Regions from separate parts of the Mus musculus genome. Here regions 1 and 3 are each linked to region 2. A link is a contact called in public promoter capture Hi-C data. All regions are on one chromosome and are shown on one strand. Each heading gives the region's core, a stretch centred on a gene start, on an enhancer-like site or on the middle of the called end of the contact. The rest is flanking DNA. Distances are from core to core; before and after follow the strand shown.

Region 1 (3,119 bases), core at 193-2,692, 3.2 Mb after region 2:
AAACCACAAACCAAAATACACAAGCAATACACTAGTAAGATTTTAAAAAATGCTCAAAGAAAACCACATGAGACAGGAAGTCTACAAAAATACCACTGAGTTCGTTTTGCGTTGGCCATCTATTTACTGGGGCATAGGGCCTACCCTGAAGGTGGTTTAATATACTCAGTGAGACGCCACTGGCGAAGCAAGCCGGTACCCATTGCGGACAGACTTGGTTAGGGATAGGAGCCAGTATCTTAAAGGTAATCTTTCCACAAGTTAATTTGTATTGTAAGAAGTGAGAATTGAACCCAGAGCCTTCCATACTCTAGCATAGTATCTTACACTGAACACAAAGACTCCCGTAGCTATAACTCCTAACCCCAGTTAGGCGAGTTGAGAAGCACTGTCATAGTGAATCAGCTTTGAAATACAGCATACTTTAAAGGCAGTTTCCTCTCTCCTCCTGTTCTCCAGTGGGGCCAGCAGCTGGAGAGTCTAAGTTTTTACTACAGAAAGATGGTACAGATGTGTCCCTACCCCACACAGTCCTCCAAGGTCTGCAGGGAGATGCCCTGGTTTTATACCACAGGAGACTTGGCTTCTAGGACCCACGGTTTCCAGGCTGGCTCTCTGTGGTGCTTCCACAGGTATCTCTGCCACCAGAAAGGGCAGTAGAAATGCCAACTCCTCCAGCCATGGAGGAACAAACAGGAACTGAGTGGAGGCGGCTGCCCAAGGCACACAAAGGTTGCTCACCATTTCCTAAGAGAGGTGGCTCTTTACTGGACTGAACTGCCAGTAAAAAGAAGTTTTGGCTCAGAAGTTCCGGGTTTGCTTTAAAAAAATACCGTTTTAACCACTTTCAAGAGGGAGTTGGATGCGAAAATTAAATGAATAAAGGAAGTCATGCCGGGTGATTAATGATCATAATTATTTCCGCTTCTTTGGTCTGTCAGTGTGAAATGCTGTCAGCCCACGATTAATCATCATGATACAACACTACCTTTTAATTGTTGGGGGTCTCCCACGCAAACATCTGTGCAATCTCATAAAAACTGCCTACTTTTGAGTTTTGACTTGTACAACTAGGGTGTCCCCGCCGGGGAGGGCTGGATCCCGCGACCCGCTCACCTGCACCCCGGGCCCGCTCACCTGCGCGCCTGCGCAGCACACAAGCAAGGGGCACCGGGGCACTGGGACCCCGATCCTGCCCTGTCCCCTCCCGGCGCCCCAAGACATAGTGCAAACCAGTCAGTACCGGCGGGCGGGTGTCCAGCTTTGGTCTCCAGCTTTCCTTCTGGAGGCGAAGACATGGCGCCGCTGGTTTTCGGAGGGGCGACGGCAGCCGCGGGGTGGGCGTCAGTGCGCGCGCGAGGACTCGGGGGAAGGCGTGAGGCGCGCGCTGCTCGGGAACGCGCACTGCCGCCCCGGGCAGGGGGGCGTGGCTCCAAACGGCTGCGTGGCACGGTCCCGCCCACCCGAACTCTGTGAGCCGCCTCGCCTCGCCCCGCCCGTCCTTGTGGAGCATGCGCAGCGGCCAGCGCCACGTACGACTCCAAGGCTATTGTATGGGAAGGATGACAGGGCGCGTGTGTACGTGAAGGGCGGGGCGGCCCTGCGACCAGCGAGGGGCTGGACCCGTGGTGCGTGTTCACTAGCCAAGCTGTCACTGAGGGAAGCGTAGCCTGCTGGTGGTTCGAGACCCCAGCGCGGGGTTTCGTTCAGAGATGGCAGCTCCTGGCTCCTTGGCTCACTTTGCAGCAAAACTTATCCGTTACTCTCTAGAACTCGCAGCTCTGCAAGATCAGCAGTCTTCTATCTTTAGAAAAGGGCCTGCCACCATCCCTTCCAGGCTGCACACGGATCTTAGACGACCCAGCTATTAAAAGAGGCAGGGTGCCACACCTCTCTACTCCTTCCTTACTCTCAGAACCTCTTGACTGATCTCTCAGAACCTCTCCCTGACCCCAGGCTGCCAAATCCGAAGGTCACTTGTCCAGTGCCTTTGATCTCGTAGGAGCACTGCAGACAGCTCTGGATGTTCTTTAGCTTTAGGGACGCCATGTCTCTGCCTTGTCCAGACCACCGTGGCTGCCATTCGGCTTGGCAAGCTTCTCTGTAGACTTGTAAATATTTGTATCTCCCGTGCATCATCCTTGGCCCTCTTCCCTACACGTTCCTGGGGTGCTTTCCACTGTAATGATGTTGGCGTCTGAGTAATTCATAAATTACTCAGAATTATTTAGCTCGCGGTTCTCAAGAGGCAAGTGGTTTGCAGGCTTGCATAGAAACAATTTCTTAGTCGAGGAGGTTTGAAGCCCTTGTGGCCATCAAATGCAACCTGTAGCACATACAACCCACAAGGCTTTTTTCGTGACAGGGCCTGGCAAACTAGCAGCTCATTGCTTATGGCTCCTTGACCCATATTGGTTGTTCTGATCCTTCTTTAGTGGGACAGGCCAGTTCTTCTGGTCTTGGCATCTGCTATTCCCATCACTGAGCACTGATTCCTCCAGATATCTACATGACTGACTCCTTCCTATAGTACAACCAGCTTGTGAAGTCAGCTGACCTGTGGGATCTGAGAATGTAGCCAAGGTGCCCGGCTCATGTTTCTGTTCATGTTTTTTACTGCCTCCATGCGATCAACCTCATCTGGCCGTCCTTATTTCTCTCTGCTCATTTACTGGAATTCTCCATGGACTGGACTGTCAGCTCCATGGAAGGAGAAGCCTGGTATATGGTTTTCACTTATATTCCAGGCCCTTAGCCATGGCAATCGCAAAAGACCCATATAATCCTGGAACAGAGAGGCAATGGGTCTCCTACAATGTTGTCTTAACAGAGAGCAACAAATGGGGCCTACACAGAAAATGGAGTGGATGCTTAGGATATAATAGTATATTCATTCACTTTCACTTGTGGAGGAGGCATGTGGGTGGGTGTGGGCATGTCCAGCCCAGTCTGTCACAGGTACAGTCTACATGTTGAGTACCACTCTGGGAGCATTCTATGCACTGGTGTCTACCGAACAGATTCTAGTAATGTTGACTGGTGTTAATTGAATCTTAAATGGTTCTAGGGATGAGAGAGGATAATTCATTTTTAACAAGAACATACACAGAGAAAGAGAT
Region 2 (3,420 bases), core at 588-3,087:
AAAAAAATCCCAAACAGGTCAGCAAAGCACAGGATTAAAAAAAGGGGGGTGGGTGGGGTAAGGGTAGCATGTTAAACAGCAATGTCACAACTCCAATCTAGGCTTATTGCTTTGAATTTAAATCATATGAGCTATTTGTTAAAGTTCATTTAAAGTTTACTATGTTTACAAAACTGGATTAATAGAAGACAATTAGCTGGATTTGTACCATCCTAAGTACTTTATGCCTAAATGTTAAAGCAAAGAGTATGGTAATTGAACACTACCGTTTGGTCAAATTCACATTAAAATGGGCCACAACAGTTGAATAAATTTTAATGTAAAATTTCTGGATTTTCTGAGTTCGAGGCCAGCCTGGTCTACAGAGTGAGTTCCAGGACAGACAGAGAAATCCTGTCTCAAAAGACTCAACCAAAACAAACAAAAACCAAAAAACCCTAATTTGCAGGCCTGGTTCTATTCATACTTCTGTAATACACTAGCTGTAAAAATGTGAGAATAACACAGTTACTATCTCATAGAGTGTGTGTGTTGGCTAAGTAATATGTTTTAGTTTCCGTTTTTTTTCTTTTTCCAAAAGATCAACTCACAGAGATTGCCAGCTCCGGGTGGGATTATAGGTATAGATCATCTCGACCCGCATGACTCATGGATGTTTTTAAAGTTATTTTAATTAAGGGGAGGCAGGGTTGTTCTTCCCTTTCCTAACCTCCAGGGCAAAGTAACTCACCATACAGCTTACCTACTACCCTGGGTTTCCTTTTTCATGCTTATATAAATTTGGTGGCACAGGTGCTTGTGCAGTTGGGCAGAGGTCACAGGTCAACTTCTGGGTACTTACTCGGTAGTTGTCCACCTTATTTTTCACAAGATCTTTGAGACCTGGAGCTGACAGGTTAGACTAGGTTGGCTGGCTAGCCAGCCTTGGGGAATCTGTTCCACAAATGGAGTTACAAGTGTGCACAACCATGCCAGACTTTTGGGGGCTGGGGATTGACAGAGAGGTTTAGGCATAAAATGCAGGTCCCCACGCTTGCAAGGCAAGCACACTTTACTGACTGAACAATCTCAACAGCCCTGGGTTTTCGTTGGTGCTAGTGCGTAAATAGTAGAGGCTTTCAAGGTTTTTTTTTTTTTTCCTTGAATGCTACATTTATACAACGGCCCAAGTTTCGTAGCAAAATGATTTTTTAAATTATTCGTATTGCGACTATTTCTTTACTTCTGTATACGTATGTGAGCATTCAAGCGCAGGCCAAAGAAAAACCTGCTGGACTTGGCGCTCCCCTCCCACCACGTGGGTTTGGAACTCATTCGTCTACTTAGCGACAAGCGCATTTACCCGTCAGCCACTTCACCAGGTTTTTTTTTTTTTTTTTTCAATTGTGGTCCCTGTGCAAAGTAGGCTCCCAAGTACACGGTATAAAACCGCCGCAAAAGGGGTGTGTGTCCTACGGAGCGGCAAACAGGAAGATCAGCGGCGGGTGGACAGAGATGCCTCCGCTCCTGGTGAGCAGTCACGGGGTAAACCGGCGGCCCGGGGTCCTTCCGGAGCACGCCCAAGACAACGTCAGGCGGAGACCAGCCCAGGAGAGGCCAGGTCGCTGCCGCCTCGCCACGGAGCCCTGGGCCTCGTCGTCAGCTCCCATCGAGCTCCGGCTCTCCGCGGTGTCAGCCCGCTGCAGCAGAACAAACGCCCAGAACCGAAGGCCGGAGCCCAGACGCCGCAGCAGCCCAGCCTGCGTTGTAACCCGGTCCCCATAGCAACCAACTACCGCAGACTACTCTCGCAAGCGCTGTTCTGCTTGTGACCCGGACCGGCTTCTCTTCCGCTTCCGGTCCCACAATCCTCTGTCGGCCTAGAAGAGCTTTGCATTGTGGGAGCTCCTTCCTTTCTCGCTCCCCGGCCATCTTGGCGGCTGGTGTTGGTGAGTGAGCTCTGCGGGGTAAACGATTAGGCGGCTCGGGGAGCTCCGCTAGCTGGTGTTTGACGCTCTGGATTATAATCCTCTCTTCTGTCCTCTGTGTATGCTAGGTTGGGGGTTGTCCCGCACCTAAGGCAGGAAGATGGTGGCCGCAAAGAAGACGGTGAGTGAAGCCGATCGGGCCCGGAAGCCGGTTCACGTGGAGAGCTGGGTCGGGCCGGGGCGGATAGATTTGAGCACACTGGGTGGACGACTTGTCGCTGACGTTTCAGGGTCTCAAAGTGAATCCGAGAGGCTCTTTGTATGGTCTCAGACATCATGAAAGGGTTCAGTTCCAGAAATCTGGAACTGAGTTTGGTTTTAGATGACTGCAAGTGGTGTTCAAGTCTCAAACGTTTGCATTGTAGAAAAAGTCTCTGGAGTCGATCAACTCTAGGCTCCAACTTGTTATGAAAAGTGGGAAGTACGTGCTGGGCTACAAGCAGACTCTGAAGATGATCAGACAAGGCAAAGCGAAGTTGGTTATCCTTGCCAACAACTGTCCAGCTTTGAGGTAATGGAGGGAACCTGGATGTGTGCAGCCTATTGTAAATTCACTGTGCAGTATCCAGCATTGGGAAGAAGAATAATGATGGTTGCTTTCTGATGTTTGGACCTTGCTTTGTGTGTGTTTTTTGTAAATGTACCTTTGAGGCACGTTGTGTGACAGGAGGTATACAAATGATACACGCAGACTGGGGGAAGCCCGATCCCGAATTTTTCAAGGTTTGAAGTGTTAACACTCCGCTTCATGTGCCTGTTTTAGTTTAGAAAAATTCTGGCTGGATTATGGAGGTGATGGTATCATGAAATCACCTATTTGGCAGGGTCCAATTTTCTGAACACGTTCATTCTTGATTAACTATTTTAACTCGAACCTAACAAGTATTTTAAGTAAGCTGAAGAAGCTTGTGTAGTATACGCTCCTTGATTTTTCTATGGCAATTGTACACCTCTTCAGCCTTTTATGTAGGTGTCTATACTTAGTGGCAGAGTTTGGAATGTTTGGTCTTATTTTAAACCTTTGCCAGTCGATTCATAGTGGCAGCGTAGACATTCATTACTAAATTACAAGCTCAGACTCAGTGGGTCCAGGCTGGAGCTTCAAGTTCATTTCTCATAAGCACTTTGGAGCACTGTTGGTATGTGGGGCCACATTCTAAGCTCAAGGTTCTGTGGAACTTTCAAATCTTAACAATTTGTATCCTTTAACTTGGCACTGAAGTATTTATTTTTTGGGTAATATTATCAGCAGCCCTTATGTAGTATTCACTGTATAGTAGGTGGTTTAAGAGGGCTTACTTTTTTAGGTTTCTGACCCTCCACTCCACCTTCCTATTATTCTTTGCCTTCGTTTGATTAAAATGGAGTATATACTTGTTGCTGACACGAGATTCTCCTGGTGTTGTGAGGTGGCTGATGTGAATGCTGGAAACTGAACTTTCTTAAGAGCAGT
Region 3 (2,970 bases), core at 385-2,884, 4.7 Mb before region 2:
TAAATAAAAATAGGGAGATACTGTTGAAAAAAGATGTTACTATAAAGTAGAGTTGTATCTCCTAGCATAAGATTCTGTGTCCCAGCTGTCACCCATTCATTCATTCATTCCGATACTTACAAAGTAGCTATTTATGTGAGTTATTGTCTAAACACTGCATATAGGAATAGGATTCTTTCCTCTCTTTTCAAGCTGATAGGAAAGCCTGCTAATCAGCATGAACCATGAGATAATGTGATAAGCACTGACAAATCCAAACAATGTGTACTGAAAACACAGAAGAGGACACTGATGCGCAGGATGGAGGGCACTTGTAGGGATAAGTATGTAAAGATACGTACATAAGTATAGCTCCAAGACAAAGCCTGAAATGCACCCACATTGGCAAGGGTAACGTAAGCCACTGTCTTAGTTAGGGTTTTACTGCTGTGAGCAGACACCACGACCAAGGCAACTCTTATAAGGACAACATTTAGTTGGGGCTGGCTTACAGGTTCAGAGGTTCAGTCCATTATCATCAAGGTGAGAACATGGTAAAATCTAGGCAGGCATGGTGCAGGAGGAGCTGAGAGTTGTTCTACAGCTTCATCTGAAGGCTGCTAGGAGAATACTTTCTGCTAGGCAGCTAGGACTAGGGTATTAAAGCTCTCACCCACAGTGACACACCTACTCCAACAAGGCCACTCCCTGGGCCAAGCACTATAAACCATGACAGCTCCATCCAGCAATGCACTGTTTGGTGAAAGTGGAAGAAAAAAAAAAGTAATGAGGTTCAAAGATTCAAAATAATTAACGTCAAACTCTGGGGACAAATCTACTTTTCATTTAAGAAATATTACCAAAAAAAAAAAAAAGAAAAGAAATTATTACCATGTAAAACACCTTGGGAGCTGGGGGGGGGGGCCATATACCACACGTTAGCAATGCTAGGGGGAGGAGAGAGAACCTTTAGTAACGCAGACAGGGTTTCTCTCTGTAGCCCCGGCTGTCCTGGAACTCACTCTGTAGACCAGGCTGGCCTTGAACTCAGAAATCCGCCTGCCTCTGCCTCCCAAGTGCTGGGATTAAAGGCGTGTATACGTAACTACTTCCCACTAGAGGAAAATTCTCACAAAGGACGTAGAGGTATGTGCCATCTGCAGTTCTGATCCTCACCAGCCCCGTGTGGACGCAGCCGCCTAGGCGGAGAGGGAAACCGAGACCAGAGCGCTGGCCTCCCGCCCCTTTTACTGCTCGAAAGCTGGCCAGACCCAAAGAATCCGGGAGGAGGCCCCTTCCTCTGTTCCAGTTCCTCTCACCTCTTTGTATGTCCAGCTTGGTTTCGCGGACATAGTTGTCAGGGTTTCGGCTCAGCATTTTCACCTTCATCTTGGCGGCTCTGGGTGTCGGACTCCACGAGCCTTTAAACCGGGCTCGACTTACCGGGGCCAGCACGCAGACACACTACTTCCGCCTTCCGCGGGCTTCCTGTCACGTGGCTCCGCAGAGTGGCAGCCGGATGGCTCAGCTGGACCTCGCGGCGTTCCGTAGTCTCTCCGGCTAGGAGCTGGAGGGGGCGGTCCTTCAGCTGTCGCTCGCGTCTTGACCCGAGGGCGAGCGCGCGCAGCTGTGGGCGGGGCCAGGCCTGCTGGGCGGGGCTAAGCAAGCTCCGCTCTGAGGTTTCTCCTACTCCCCGCTTTGCCGCGGGTGTGACTTGCCTGCAGCAGCGTCCCGGGCTCCGGTCCCGGAAGTGGGCTCGCGTCCTGCGGTTCCAGGCCCCGGGCCGCGACAGTCGCCACGGTGGCGGCCACTACATCACGCCCCACGTCGGCGGCGCTGGACGCCGTAGTGTCGACGAACCCGGAGCCCATGACAGGCCAGGGCCAGTCGGCTGCCGGGTCGGCGGCGTGGAGCGCGGTGTTCCGCCACGTCCGGTACGAGAACCTGGTGGCTGGCGTGAGTGGCGGGGTCTTGTCCAACCTGGCGCTGCACCCGCTCGACCTCGTGAAGATCCGCTTCGCTGGTAAGAGCCTGCCCACGTCCCGGGCGGCTTCCCTTGCTGCCAGCCCCAGCGAAGCACTTACACGCAGAAGAGACATTAGTCTCCCCAGACTCTACTACAAGGGGGAGAGCCCCTAAGATGATGCTGTGCACCCTGCGTTACCTGGAGCTAGGATTTAGGAAGGGGACCCCGGCTTTCCCTGTGTCTCCTAACCATAAAGGATAGGGAAAGTGGGTGAAGTTTGAGAGAAAGGAGGTTGTCACATTTGACCCTCATGTTCACGAGTCATTCACTCTTTGGGGTAATTTGAAGTCTTAGGGCAGCCACGTGTTTGGCTGTATAAAGTCAGACGAAAGTACAAGTGTGTGAGCCGGTGCTTTGTCACCTTCGGAGAGTAAGGTCATAGTTTGGGATTAAAATATTCACTAAAGTTTCTTTAGTTTGCAGTATTTAAAAATATGCATTGTCTGGTGAAGGAAGGAGGAGCTTCTACACTCTAAATAACTGTATTAAAGTGTGAATTAAGTATATGGAAATTAGCACGGCATTTTAGGAATTAATACCAAGTTGCATTACATAGGTGAGCCTTGGTAACTATTTAGAAACCATTTCTGTTATTTCATTTATTACAAACTAAATTTTTCCAGAAAATCAAATCTTTAGAGATGGATTTAGTAGAGCATTCTAATTTTATTCGATTTACTTGATGTATGTGTCTTAATGTTGAACAGTGGAGTCGAACTAAGAAGTACCAACAGTTTCTTATCGTTAGGAAACTTAAAAATGTAATTACCCTAAGATATATAAAAGGATTCTACACAACATGAAATCAGTTGCTAAGTAGAATAAATTCAAATACAAAATAAGAGCACAAATAGGCTATATAAAAAGACTATATAAGGAAAGCTGGGGCTGGAGAGATGACTTAGCCTTTCCACAGGACCCACATTGAGTTCTCAGCACCCACTTTGAGCAGGTGGCTCCCAACT

Evidence for each region. Promoter capture Hi-C pulls out the DNA fragments that hold promoters and counts their contacts.
Region 1: a promoter capture Hi-C map of pre-B cells shows a contact between it and region 2. The contact joins the promoter of Dap here to the promoter of Rpl30 in region 2. A contact is called at or near these places in 3 of 39 promoter capture datasets (liver and pre-B cells) and 1 of 484 Hi-C or Micro-C datasets (CD4 T cells).
Region 3: a promoter capture Hi-C map of pre-B cells shows a contact between it and region 2, with 4 times the contacts expected there. The contact joins the promoter of Slc25a32 here to the promoter of Rpl30 in region 2. A contact is called at or near these places in 2 of 39 promoter capture datasets (liver and pre-B cells) and 1 of 484 Hi-C or Micro-C datasets (CD4 T cells).

Annotation. Positions count from the first base shown.
Region 1 is chr15:31,222,708-31,225,826 of GRCm38.p6, reverse strand. Dap (death-associated protein) reads right to left here and starts at 1,442. Exons shown (of 4, transcript NM_146057.3): 1 at 1,244-1,442. The coding sequence starts at 1,298.
Region 2 is chr15:34,441,693-34,445,112 of GRCm38.p6, reverse strand. It overlaps Rpl30 (ribosomal protein L30), which reads left to right and starts at 1,837. Exons shown (of 5, transcript NM_001163485.1): 1 at 1,837-1,928; 2 at 2,036-2,088; 3 at 2,333-2,478. The coding sequence starts at 2,068.
Region 3 is chr15:39,111,380-39,114,349 of GRCm38.p6, reverse strand. It overlaps Slc25a32 (solute carrier family 25, member 32), which reads left to right and starts at 1,634. Exons shown (of 7, transcript NM_172402.3): 1 at 1,634-2,002. The coding sequence starts at 1,849. Dcaf13 (DDB1 and CUL4 associated factor 13) reads right to left here and starts at 1,476. Exons shown (of 11, transcript NM_198606.2): 1 at 1,299-1,476. The coding sequence starts at 1,368.